2 separate regions of the Mus musculus genome follow, and region 1 is linked to region 2. A link is a contact called in public promoter capture Hi-C data. All regions are on one chromosome and are shown on one strand. The core of a region is the stretch at or near the end of the contact, and the rest is flanking DNA. Distances in the headings are between cores, read along the strand shown. Region 1 holds the start of Sqor (sulfide quinone oxidoreductase). Region 2 holds the start of Spred1 (sprouty protein with EVH-1 domain 1, related sequence).

Evidence for each region. Promoter capture Hi-C pulls out the DNA fragments that hold promoters and counts their contacts.
Region 1: a contact with region 2 is called in a promoter capture Hi-C map of liver, with 5 times the contacts expected there. The contact joins the promoter of Sqor here to the promoter of Spred1 in region 2. A contact is called at or near these places in 1 of 39 promoter capture datasets (liver), 1 of 484 Hi-C or Micro-C datasets (liver) and 1 of 9 other capture datasets (pancreatic islet).

The regions. Positions count from the first base shown.
Region 1 is chr2:122,762,570-122,768,932 of GRCm38.p6, reverse strand. Sqor (sulfide quinone oxidoreductase) reads right to left here and starts at 3,574. Exons shown (of 10, transcript NM_001162503.1): 1 at 3,494-3,574.
Region 2 is chr2:117,116,138-117,122,672 of GRCm38.p6, reverse strand. Spred1 (sprouty protein with EVH-1 domain 1, related sequence) reads right to left here and starts at 1,602. Exons shown (of 7, transcript NM_033524.3): 1 at 917-1,602. The coding sequence starts at 948.

The DNA of each region.
Region 1 (6,363 bases), core at 2,325-4,824, 5.6 Mb before region 2:
CACTGATTTCCCTGGGGATGAGGTCATGTTAGTGGCCCCATCTCTAGGGCCTAGGCTACCAGGAACATGTAAGTAAGAAAAGGAATAAGAGAAAACAAAACAGATAGATTGCCATGAGATCTACGGCTCAATATTTTTTCTCAGGGGAAGAGTTCCACAACCGGTTCCAGTAGGCCTCCCCCTTTTGAGGTCAATCACCTCAGCCTGTGGAACTTGTCACACAGATCCTACTGGAGGTGGTGTGGCAGATGGATGGATGGATGGATGGATGGATGGATGGATGGATGGATGGATGGATGGATGAATGGACGGATGGCCAGGAAAGTCTCTAACATGATACGTAAGTAAAGATAACACTGAACTCCAAATCCTTCCACTTCCATCTCCCAAATGTTGGGATTATAGGTATTCAGGCCACCACACCTGGCTTCCTGAATCATTAAAATTATCAGGATAAAATTACTCATCAGACCAAAGTACACTGGGTTTCAAAGGTATGTGCAGGAAAGTTATGAGGGGCGGAGTGTCACTATAAACAAACTGGTCACTTACTTTGGCTTGCCATAACCTGGAATCCAGCCCACAAGGTCTCAATGACAAGAGACTCTTTGATTACAGATTACATATATGTCGTTTGAATCTAGACGCTGAGTTCAGTTCTTTGATGGTTTGGATACAAGGAAATACACATAGGTAGCAGGTATGTCAGGTTCCATAACAGCTCACATCTTTCCTATGCCAGACCTAATAGCACAGCTACCCTTTTGCAACGAAGCTTTGTCTGAAGGACACCCAGGACACCCAGGTCTTCGTGACAGGTAGTACCAAATTGGGCTCATCTTTAACCATTATATGCCATGCTTTCTTCACACCAGGAAAAAGGACTCCACTAGATAGATTAAAGATTTCTTACTTCCTAAAACTGCATTCACTTCTCATTGGAAAGGGAGGAGAGGTGGGTGTTCAAACAGACAGCCAATAGGGATATTTGTCTACTGACTCCTTGGAATTTCTGTAGCAGAGAACAGCCAGATAAAATGCTTAGACCTGTGACATAATCAGAATAAAAACCAGTTATCCCATGTCTTGTACCATTATGCACTAATTCCCTGGAAAGCATCTATGCTTAAGTGCATCCTCCAAAGTATCAGAAAAGCATGGTGTGGGGGCATGGAGATCATCTGTGGGAGTTATTGCAATGTGTACTGTATGTACTTTCTCATGGCAATCACTGAAGAGGGAATTGCTGGCCCCCTCTCATAAGCAAGAAAGGACTTCACTATAGGACCATGGGTAGGTCTCTTTGAAGGTAGAAGTTTGATTTGAATGTAAGGGGTGGGCGTGTTAGTTCTCTTGAATGTAACAGCCTTTCTCTCGCTCTGATTTAGAATCAGCTTAAATCTGAGGAGTTGGAAAATCTCATGGTCATCGTCCAAACTTAGACAGGGGAAGAATGATCTGGCTTCATCCAGCTCAACTGTCATGAATATGCACAGAAGAACAGACCAGTTACAAGACCAACACTTCCATGGAAGCTCTCACTGTCTATAACGGAGGCTTAGTTGGCTTTAGCCCTAGTCTGGGCAGCTTTTAGTAAATTACCCACTGTTCTCCTATTTACCAATTCTCTAGAGTCAAAGTATTTGTGACAGTGAGGGATGCAGGGAGGGGAGGGAGAAAGAGAAAGAGAAGGAGAGAGAGAGGGGGAGAGAAAAAGAGAGAGAGAGGGAGGGAGATGTGCATCTAGGAATGCTTCCTCATGGGTTCTGTCTCCATTCTTTACAAGACATTTCCTACATTACAACACATCTTATTAACAAGCCTACGCATGGGCAAAAGAAACCTCTGGAATCCTACTTTCCTATCAAGACAGTTTGTCTTCTATGGCGAGGCACCAGACCCACAACAGACCCAAGGGCCCTCCCCAGTATTCACATCCCCAAGTTGGATTTATGGATTTGCTCTGATGGATTCAAAAGAAGCAATTAGTTTTAAACAGCCATTTCCCAAGCTTCCAGCTGTCTCCTAGATGCCTTCACAAGCAACCACCTCCATGTCATCCAGCAGACCTTTTATGTACCAGATTTAGGGATGTAAAGGCCAGTATCAGACAAGGTTGGGGGGGGGGGGCGTTTTACCTACCGCATCCCTCTGCATCAAGTTCAGTAGGGATGCTTTTCACCTGTGAGAAGGCATTAGGCTTGGGGGAGGAGTGCCGGGCTTTTCTCATTCTCTTCCTTAGGAAAAGCAGATGCCCAAAGAAGCTGGGGATAGAGGACATAGTGGTAGTTCAAGAAAGTGTTAAACCCAAGAAGCTAAGTTGCCTAACAAGTAATCAACACCCTTTCTGCTAACAGGGTATCTATCTAAATTGAGGTCCATTCATCTGAATGAAAGAAAAAAAAAATCTTCACCTTCCACTGATGTCTACTTGAAATTTAACATTCTCTTCAAGGACTGTGTAGGCAGCTGGCCACAGCAATATTAGCAGTATTTATGATGTTTTAGAAATGTGTTTACAGGTAGTGCCTATATCTTGAATTCTATATTCTGAGCTATTCAAAATTATAATAGTTATTTGCTTTTTAAATTTATATGGCATTCTTTTAAATACTTTAGTGGCTGTTTTCTTTCATCATAGCCTGCCTTAAATTTTATGTTTTTAAAAGTCTCTTGAGAGATAGATGGCTCAGTGGTTAAGAGCTCTTACGGAGGGCTTACTTCCAGAGGAATTGAGTTCAGTTCCCAGCACCCAGATGAAAGCTTATAACCCCAGTTCCAGGGCATTAGGCATACATGCAAACGAACTAACTATACACATGAAATAAAATAATAAAGTTTAAAGCAAAAAGGGAAATCTTCTAAGAAAGAGTCCTTAGTTTTCCCCCAAACTCAGAACTGTCAGAGGTAGCTGCAGGTTTTAAAAAAAAAAAAAAAGGATCAGAAAGCTGTGTTTACAGAGGAGAGGTTTACAGCCTGTGCAAACTCTCTGACTCAGCTTCAGTCTGTGAGCCCTAGAAGCTGGGGTGGCTCTCGGAGAAGTAAGTAAAAGTAAGGTGAAAAGTTTCACCAAAGAGCCTTTTCTCCCTTGTACTAATTGCCAATCAGCCTGGCCTGTGCTTCTCCGCTGACCACCTCCCACCCCCAGCGCCCTGGGTACCTCCCCAGATCAATGCCAGTCTCAACCCACCCGGCAGGCAGGGCAAGGTGCTGAGTGACAGACAACAAGTGGAACTAACGTTTCTGAAATTCCCACGCACCGAGACCACACGTCCAAGCTGTGTGGGTGGAGAGGGTGCCAGGGCCATCCTCTCTGCATCGCTGAGGCTGGGCCACTAAGGAGAAAGCATTGAAGTCCACCGAGTCCCAGACCAAAGGGGAGTCTGTCAGGGGTTGGAAAAGAAGAAGGGCGGCCGGGAGCGCGGAGACAGAACCGAGGTGGGCGACAGCGAGCGGCTATAGGAGGGTAACAGCGTCGTGGGGTGCGTCTTACCGGGCTGAGCGACACCGTGGGCCCCAGCGCTGGCGCAGCAGAAACTACTGTGGCGCTGGAGCGCTGGCCTCGCATAGCCCCGCCTGGCCGCCGGGGCGGGGAGGCAAAGGCCAGGGGCGGGGACAGCCACCACCCCCACACCCCCAACCTCCGGAGGAGGAAAGGCCGCCAGGGCGCTACCCAACAACAAACCCGGAGGGGAATGCGCACCTTGGAGCAGGCACGGACACCGGAGGCATGGGTGGTATGGGTGATCCTTGCTCCCCATGTCCTGCGACTGTCCCCACGCAGCCTAGACGCTTTTCTTACGCCTGGGGTGCAGACAAGGCCACCTCTACTCAGAACCGCGCGGCACCTTCCCCTGGAACCTGCTGGCTCCTAGGAGTTGTTCTTTTGGTGCCTGACAAGTCACTGTTCTGCCCCTTCTAAGGACTGACTGTTTGAAGGCACAAGCCAGAGACCGCGGCTTCATGTGTTAAAACAAATACAGTTCCTAAAAGTTGCTAAGGCCTCAACTTAAAAAAAAAAAAAAAAAAAAAAAACCTCAAAGAACACGCAAATGCCACCAACTTTTTTTTTAAGCATAACTAAGTTTCTTTCGCACTTGTTTGATTATATGCATTTTAATAGTTTTTGAGTCACTTCTTTCAAACTGTCTTCACTCTGAAGGATCTATAGAAAAATTGCTTGGTCGCAAACAGGGACTACGGGTTTGATGGTAAGCCTGGTGGCACTTGCTGGCACCTGCACCTGCAACACTGCCTCCCTAGTAATTTTCCGTGACTTTGTGCAGCAACAGGTAAGTCTGGTAAAGAACTTGGAAACAAAACCAAATGTGATCTGTATTTACTGATAAAGCTATTGCTGGAAACAGCGTATTAAGACTATGTAAAAATAATCCTTAATGTCTGCCATACTCTAAACTAAAACTGAATTTATTTTATCAATAAAATGTTTCACATACTTGAGAGTTGAGGCAAGGGGCGGGGCACCAGAAAAAAATGTTCAGGCCTCAGGACAGTTAATTGTTGTATAGTACTGAACATAACCCTGATTTCCACCCTCTAAGTGCCAACAATTGTAGCCCAAAGTTTTGACAAAAGCAAAACTCTACACACATATTTCCAAAGCAATTCGTACTATTCTTCATCTCTCCTTCCTCTCCATCCTCATTAAGAAGTCCTGGTTCCTGTGAATGAATCAAGGGCAGTCTGTTTGCAGGGTGTTTGGAGGTCTATGGCTGGAGAATCGAGTTGGAAGCCGTGTCCTGAATAGTTCCCACACGCTGGGGCATCTATGTATCGTTCTATTACCCCACTGAAGTCCCTTCTTTCCATCAGTGTCTTGCCCATCAGACATTAAGACTGAGAAGTTACTCCATTGGCATTCCCCTTTTTCTTTCTATAATATTTTATTTACTTATTTAGTGTGCATGTGTGCACGTGTACATGTGTGTCATGAGGCACAGGTGGAAGTTAGAGGTCAACTTCCCAAAGTCAATTCTGTCCTCCAACAGATGGATCCCAGACCATCGGGCTTAGAACCAGGCAGGCATCTTTACCTGCTGACCCATCTCGCCAGCCCAGTCATTCTTTCCTCAGATGGTTATTCTCCATCTTGTCCGCTGAATGTCAAGTGAGCCCTGTGGCTGCTACTGTCTGGACCTACACTTGATTCCCATCCATATGAGGTTTCCAGAGTAGTGAGTGTGCAGACAGGGAGATGGGAAACTAAGAGAAATATTAAAGGATGGCAAGAAAGCTTGGGGGGGAGCATGGTGGGGGAAGGGGGCATGATGTGTAGTGGGGGAGGGGGCATGATGGTGAGGAACAAATACCTATCCAAGAAGATCCGGGCATAAGGAAATATAGACTGGCGACCCCCAGGAAGCCATGCAGACCCATACTAGGAAGGGCACTAGCAGGAATGAGCAGCAATAGAGCGTGGAAAGGAAAAGGAGAAAGCAAAGACACTGGAGTAAGGGCAAGGCAGAGGGATTCTCCAGGCATGCTGCTTTAAATGCACCTGCTTGGAGCCCATTAAACAAGCCCCACCCTCATCTCTGAAGCAAATGCTTCCTTGGGTGAATGTGTAGCTAGAGAAGTGGTTTATTCTGCCCCAGTAAACCTTCCTACTTGTGATAGCCACTCATCCAGAGAGACACCAATCCTCACGAGCTACTATGAGACTCATTGGGAAGTTGGGGGGGGTGGGGATTTCTGGAGCAAGCAGCACACACTGTCCCTCCTGACAGACCAACAGGAAGTCTCCTAACCAGAAGGGAAGTGAGCAGAGATACAGAGAGTATATTACCTTTTCATATGTGGCCTTCAATAGGCAGTTCCAATCTCTCCCAGATTGCTGCATTCCTCGCAGCCAAACTGCTTGTAAAATAGCCAAAATTGTATCAAGCTACAGCGCAGTTAGAGTTTCTTCATCTGTATCACAGGAGATCAAGTGATTTTCCAGTCAGAAAGCACTAATGTATACACAGGTACTTCAAATACAAAGCGCCCTATCCCGATCAGCACTGATTGCAAGCAAGAAGCCAGCTATAGACACCTTAACTTAAGAGAAATTGGGAGAAGGCTTCCATCAAATGCTGGAGTCATAGTGGCCAGGGACACGAACCTGACTTAGGAAAGTTCTAAGGAGTCAAAGAGCCTGTGATGGTTTGTCTATGCTTGGCCCAGAGAGTGGCACTATTAGGAGGTGTGACCTTGTTTGAGTAGGTGTGCCACTATGGGTATGAGCTTAAGACCCTCACCCTAGCTGCCTGAAAGTCAGTATTCTGTTAGGTGCCTTCAGATGAAGATGTAGAACTTTCAGCTCCATGCCTGCCTGGATGCTGCCATGCTCTTGCCTTGATG
Region 2 (6,535 bases), core at 353-2,852:
GCCCTCCAAATACAAACAAAAATTGAATTCAATTACAGAAAAAACAGACACCAAAATTCGGCCCCAAATTAACTCTCAACAGGAAACTCTTACAGCCCCATTATTCCTTCAAGAGGCTGCTACATTAAAGCAAAATATTTAAAAGGCACGGTGATTCATTTGGAAAACCTAAGGACAGTCCAAAAAAGCAAAAACTTATGGATCAAGCTCTGATGAAGTCACCAACGCGTTCGGCAATGTAAACCGTACTTTATCACAGACGGAAGCCAAACCCTAGCATTCAAAATTTTTAATTACTCTGTTCTTGATTAAGACGGGTTCAATACTCTCGAAGGTTAAAAAAATAATAATAAAAAAACACAATAGCTCAACATCGCCCACACTCCAGGTGTCCTTAATCCTATTTAATTCTTAAAATGTTTCCCTAACCCTATCTTTTTACTAGAATAGTATAGGTCATAAGTTTAAAAAGTGGGGCGGGGGGCGAAGGCTTAATCGGTATTTAGGAGTCACTGAGTCATCGAATTAGGATTCAAGAGCAGTTTGCGGCTGGAGGTGCTCCCACACATTAGTTTCCGAGCGAAATAGCTGTAGAGGCAGGGTGGCTGGATGTTCAAGGTGTTTGGGGAGGGGGGGCGGGTTTGACGCCGGAGTGAAGGGCAGGCAAAGGGTAGTTTCTACTCCACTTTGAGCTACCCACATTATTACTCTGTCTCGGAGACGTCCGACTGCTACGCCGCCTCTGCACTGCACTCGATACCCTTCCCCAAGCAGAGAGGCGAAAATGCACGAATGAAAAGGGGTGCTGCCATTAAAGAAAATGGCCCGACACATCGGGCATCTATCACCTCCCGGGCGGGACGGGCTGGGGGGAGGGGGCTGCCCCCCGGGCTCAACCAGGCCAGGGCTCGCTTACTCGTTGTCAGAAGTCGCCGTCTCCTCGCTCATCTTTCCCTCACCGTGATCCGATCAGGAGATGGAGGAGCAACAGCAGGCAGGGAAGCAGCGGCAGCGGCGGCACCGAGGGGCGGCGGGCGACGACGGCCGGCGGGGCGCGCGGGCAGCGGCTCGGGGGCCTCACCATGGTGGATGCCTCACTCGGAGCGGTGCCCCGCGAGCCGGGCAGCCCGGCCACCCCCGCAGGGGGGCGGCGGCAGCAAGCGCGGCCGTGGCGACCCCAGCGGTTTGCCGCGCCGAGGTCGAGTGCGAAGCCGAGACGGCGCGGGCGACTGCGGGCGCTGAGGGGGACGCGGCCGGTGGCTGAGGCGGTGCTGCTCTCAGGGGCGCGGCGACGGGCGGGCGGCGGGAGCCGGCGGGGGGCAGCCGAGCGCTGGCTGCGGGAGGCGGCGCGGTCCCGCCGAGGTGCCGCGCACCATCTCCCGCCTGGCCGCCGGCTGCCCGCGCGGCGCGCCTGGTCGGCCCTCAGGGGCTGCCTCGGACGCGCTCCAGCTGAGGGGCCGCAGGCAGGGCGCGAGGCGAGCGTCGGAGCCCGAGGGCACAGTGCCGAGCGGCGGCGACGAGGGCCGAGATCAGCGCTGCTCGGCGGCCCGCTCCTCACGCCCGCGAGAGGGGAGCCGCGAGGGGGGCGGCGGAAGCGCTCACGCCGCCCGCTCCTTCCGCCGCTCGAACCGGGGGCGCCCGCGGGAGAGGCAGGCGAAGTAGTCCCTCGCGACTTCTGGGCCGCCGGGGCTCGCGCGGGTGCGGCTGGGCGGACGTGGGGCGCGGCTGCAAGCCGGAGGCGCGGGGCCTCTGAGGGGTCGGGGGGAAACCTAAAAGCCGCGGCCCGCAGTCGAATCACTGCAGCTCTGGATCGTGGGCAGCATAACAAGTTTCAGGAAAGTAGTTCCCTCCTCCCCTCGCTTCCCAAATCGTCGGGCAGCGGGAGCGGGGCGAGGAGGGTGGCGGAGGGATATGTCGCTGCACTGCATCGCGCGCGTGTGCGTGCGCGCGCTCCAAACTCTTGGCACGCCGAGGAAAGGGGGCGGGGGTGGGAGCTGTGAGCCGAGCTGCTCCGGGACTGGCATTGTTGCGACGCTCAAGTCCCCGTTACTCGGCCTGGGATATCCGGGTTGCCGGGACAAGCGGGCAGCACACCGTGTGCTCGGGGAAGAAATCGGGAGGCCACTCCGTACTGCTCAGTGCGCGTGCACGCGCGCGCGTGTGTTGTGTTTTTCTTGCAAAGAATGGAACTGGCATGAGTTCATCTCTTAGTGGGGGTTACAGGCCAGGACTGCAAAGCGAGCTCCTCCTGCTGTCCCTCTAGTTGCATTGCTGCAGTTCCCTTGCTTCTTGCACAAGGGTAGTTGTGTGCGTGTGATGTGTGTGTGTGTGTGTGTGTGTGTGTGTGTGTGTGTGTGTGTGTGTGTGTGTGTGTGTAGAAAGAGTTGGTTTCAATACCTCGCAGCGCGATCCTCACTGCGCAAACAGCATGCAATGCTGGGCATTCATCTCTGGAAGCACGAGTGCTTGTTAATGGAGAACGGCTTCCATTGAAGCCCGGGGTAGGCGGGTTACATGAATCTGGCGCATCCAGCAGCACAGGAAATAACTCCCGCTGCGAGCGAGGTTGCATAACTATAGCGCAGGAGAAGCCTGTGTGGCACGAACTTTGGCGAACAGAGGCGGAACGGTTGTTGGATAGGCAGCTGTCACGTTTGCATTGTCAGAGGACAATGTATGCAATCATCCCAAAAGATCTTTTTTGCACAAGAACCTTCTAAGGTTGAGGGCTGGAGCCTGGGATCTTTGTGACCGGAGGGCTAGGAACTCCTAGCTCTATAAATTCTATTATCTTGTCTCTAAGAAGTCAGCTTATACACAAGATGGCCTGGGGGACTGACTCCCTAGCGCTCCTAAGTTCCTGTGGCGTCTCCCTAGGCGGTTTTGCGATAGGCTTTTCACTTTGTTCTCAAGTTTACTTAACCCCCGGGGAAGGAAGCTTCCTGTTCCAGCCACCTTGAGAGATAGAACAATTCCAAGGGAAGAAGTCCAGCGGGCCTCCTAAGGAAACCGTCACTCTTCAGCCAAAGGTTTCCAGGAAGCCTCAGAATTGCTGCTCTCCTCCGAATGAGTACACACTAATGTGCTAACAGTACTGTGCACATAAGAGTGCCTAATGTGTGTTTGACGAAGGAATAAAGGCGCTAACCCAGCCAGCCGTGCACCAAAAACCCATACCGTGGATCACTGAGGTTTCTTTATATAACTTCCAGCCGCGTCTGCAGGATTGTTCATCTTAGGAACAAGTGGGGATGGGAAAAAGGAGTGAGTGAGTGGAGCGTGGGAAGAGATCTCCACTCCTACCATTTTGAACTTGATCTTAGGATGTGAAGAACCTGAACTCCAGAGTGTAGGTGCTAGTCTGTTCTCCAGGTACTAACTGGCTTTGCCCGCTCATGTTTAAATCCGGGCCAGACTGGCAGCTAATGTGGAGGCTGGGGTAGGAGGATTCCAAGTTCAAGGTCTGCCTGGGTTACAGAACCAGTTCAAGGCTAGCCTCCTTAATTTAGCAAAACCCTGTCTCAATATAAAAATTTAAAATGAAAAGGGGGCCAAAGTTCTAGCCTTGTAGTGGAAGGCCCGGGGTTGGAGTGGGAAGAGGTAGACTTGAAACCCTCGGCTAAATCCCCAGTACTGAGGTGGGAGGGGAGAGCTTGATCGCCCAGAGCCTGTTCTTAAGTAACTCACTTAAATTCTGTCTAGTTTATGTGGCTAATAAGCATCTATTTCACAGAGCTTTTATATGGATTGATGGGCTAGCAACACACATAAAGCACTTAGTACAAATTCTGAGGTGGTAGTATGTCCAGTTCTCACTATAATTTTATAAAACAGAAGTTCTAAAGCCCATGTCAAAGTGATGGCATGTGAAGGTTAATTGAAAAGCACTCGGCATTGTTCAGTCATTCAACAAATAACCATCTGTCGTTTCCTGTGCACCCCAGTAGACACATGGCCTGGCCCTTGGTAAGCCATCAACAGTGATAACCATCAGAGTTATGATTAAGGACAAAGGTAGCCATTTGCAAAGGCAGCTTTCTCTTTTGAGGAGACACAGCTGTCTGAGGCTCCTGTGCAGCCCAGAAATCATCAGAACTGACTTTTGGGTAAGATGAGAAAACTGTCTTCATCCTACACCAAGTAATGTGCTGTACACACACATACATACATACATACATACATACATACATTCATACATACATTCATACATACATACATACATACATACATGAGAAAACTGTCTTTATCCTACACCAAGTAATGTGCTGTCCACACACACACATACATACATACATACATACATACATACATGAGAAAACTGTCTTTATCCTACACCAAGTAATGTGCTGTCCACACATACATACATACATACATACATACATACATGAGAAAACTGTCTTTATCCTACACCAAGTAATGTGCTGTCCACACACACACACATAATACATACATACATGAGAAAACTGTCTTTATCCTACACCAAGTAATGTGCTGTCCACACATACATACATACATACATACATACATACATACATGAGAAAACTGTCTTTATCCTACACCAAGTAATGTGCTGTCCACACACACACACATAATACATACATACATGAGAAAACTGTCTTTATCCTACACCAAGTAATGTGCTGTCCACACACACATACATACATACATACATACATACATACATGAGAAAACTGTCTTTATCCTACACCAAGTAATGTGCTGTCCACACATACATACATACATACATACATACATACATACATACATGAGAAAACTGTCTTTATCCTACACCAAATAATGTGCTGTCCACACACACACACATTCATACATACATACATTCATACATACATACATACATACATACATACATGAGAAAACTGTCTTTATCCTACACCAAGTAATGTGCTGTCCACACACACATACATTCATACATACATACATACATACATACATGAGAAAACTGTCTTTATCCTACACCAAGTAATGTGCTGTCCACACACACATACATTCATACATACATACATACAGAGAGAGAGAGAGAGAGACTGGTCAACAGCCTAAATGAATGTGTAGGTGGTGGTCAAGCTACCAACTCTTTTAAGTTAAGATCCTTCTGTGTCCATTTTAAGAGGACCTTGCAGTTCCCACCACTTACCAGTAGTTGACGATCTTACTTACCTTTAATATTATATATTGCCCACTCAAGTTTCAATCATTCTAGGCCTGACTGACACACCCCTATGATTCGAGCTGATGTAGAGGCTGAGGTCAGAGGATTGCAAGTTCAAGGACTGCCTGGCTTACAGAACCAGTTTAATATATATTGTACATTAAAATATTGTTTAACTGTGGAACAGAAGTGATCTTACAAGGATGCTCAGAGCCTAGTGCCTGGGTTTTGAAGTATAAAAATACAAAAGATATGTCCCAGTGGCGTGGGGCTAGAAGGCCTCTGCTGCTGCAAACTCTTTAAGCGTCCACCTGGGGCCCAAGCTCCAGGACATTGGATGACTCGATGCAGAGTTTGCTACTGTGTGGGCCTGAGAGCAGTCCCACTAGCCTCGGAACCTGCTCTTGGTATTGGTGGGAGAAGTGGGTGAGCTGGTAGAACTCTTTCATCAGTGGAAGTCTGATGGCAGAGCCTTGCAACATCTTCATCTACCTGGTAGCATTTGCAGTCCACTATCATGTGGCTTTATCTCAAGCAGTAGTCTCCAAAATGAACACCAATCAACAATGTGACCCAGTCCATCTGTCTCAAGATTCTGCATGTAAGTCCACAGACTTGCCCCATGGGACTACCTTTGAAGACCAGGCTAAAGGGCCTGCAGAGCCTTCCCCTGATTTGAACTGCCCCTGCCAGTTACTTCAAAATAAAAGACCAAAGAGATTGAGAACTCAAGATTGGCTACAGGTAAGTGTGATCGTTTGTATATGCTTGGCCCAGGGAATGGCACTATTAGGAGGTATGGCCTATTTGGAGATGTGTCACTGTAGGCGTGGGCTTAAGACCCTCACCTTAGCTGTCTGGAAGTCAGTCTTCCACTAGCAGCCTTCAGATGAAGACGTGGAACTCTCGCTCTGCCTGCACCGTGCCTACCTAGGTGCTACCCATCTCCTACCTTGATGATGATGATCTGAACCTCTGAGCTTGTAAGCCAGACCCACTTAAATGTTGTCCTTTATAAGACTTGCCTTGGTCATGGTGTCTACTCACAGCAGTAAAACCCTAACTAAGACAGTAAGTATATTTCCTTCACTATTTTATATCGAAATGTTCTACAATAAAGGTCTTTCCCACTCATCTTCTGTGGGTGCCTCTTTTTGTACTTCTTTTCCAAAGCGCTGAGGATCAAACCCAGAATCCTGTGTGAACTAAGCAAGAGCTCTGCCTTAGACTCTCCCCCCAGCTCTGTGAATAGCGAGCCCCTCGGCTCGAGGCTCTGGTCATCATGGCTGTAGTATGCCCAACAACTCTCCTTTTCCAGAAGTACACTGTTTCAGTCCTTCACCGTCTTCTGCTTTCTTTGCAAGC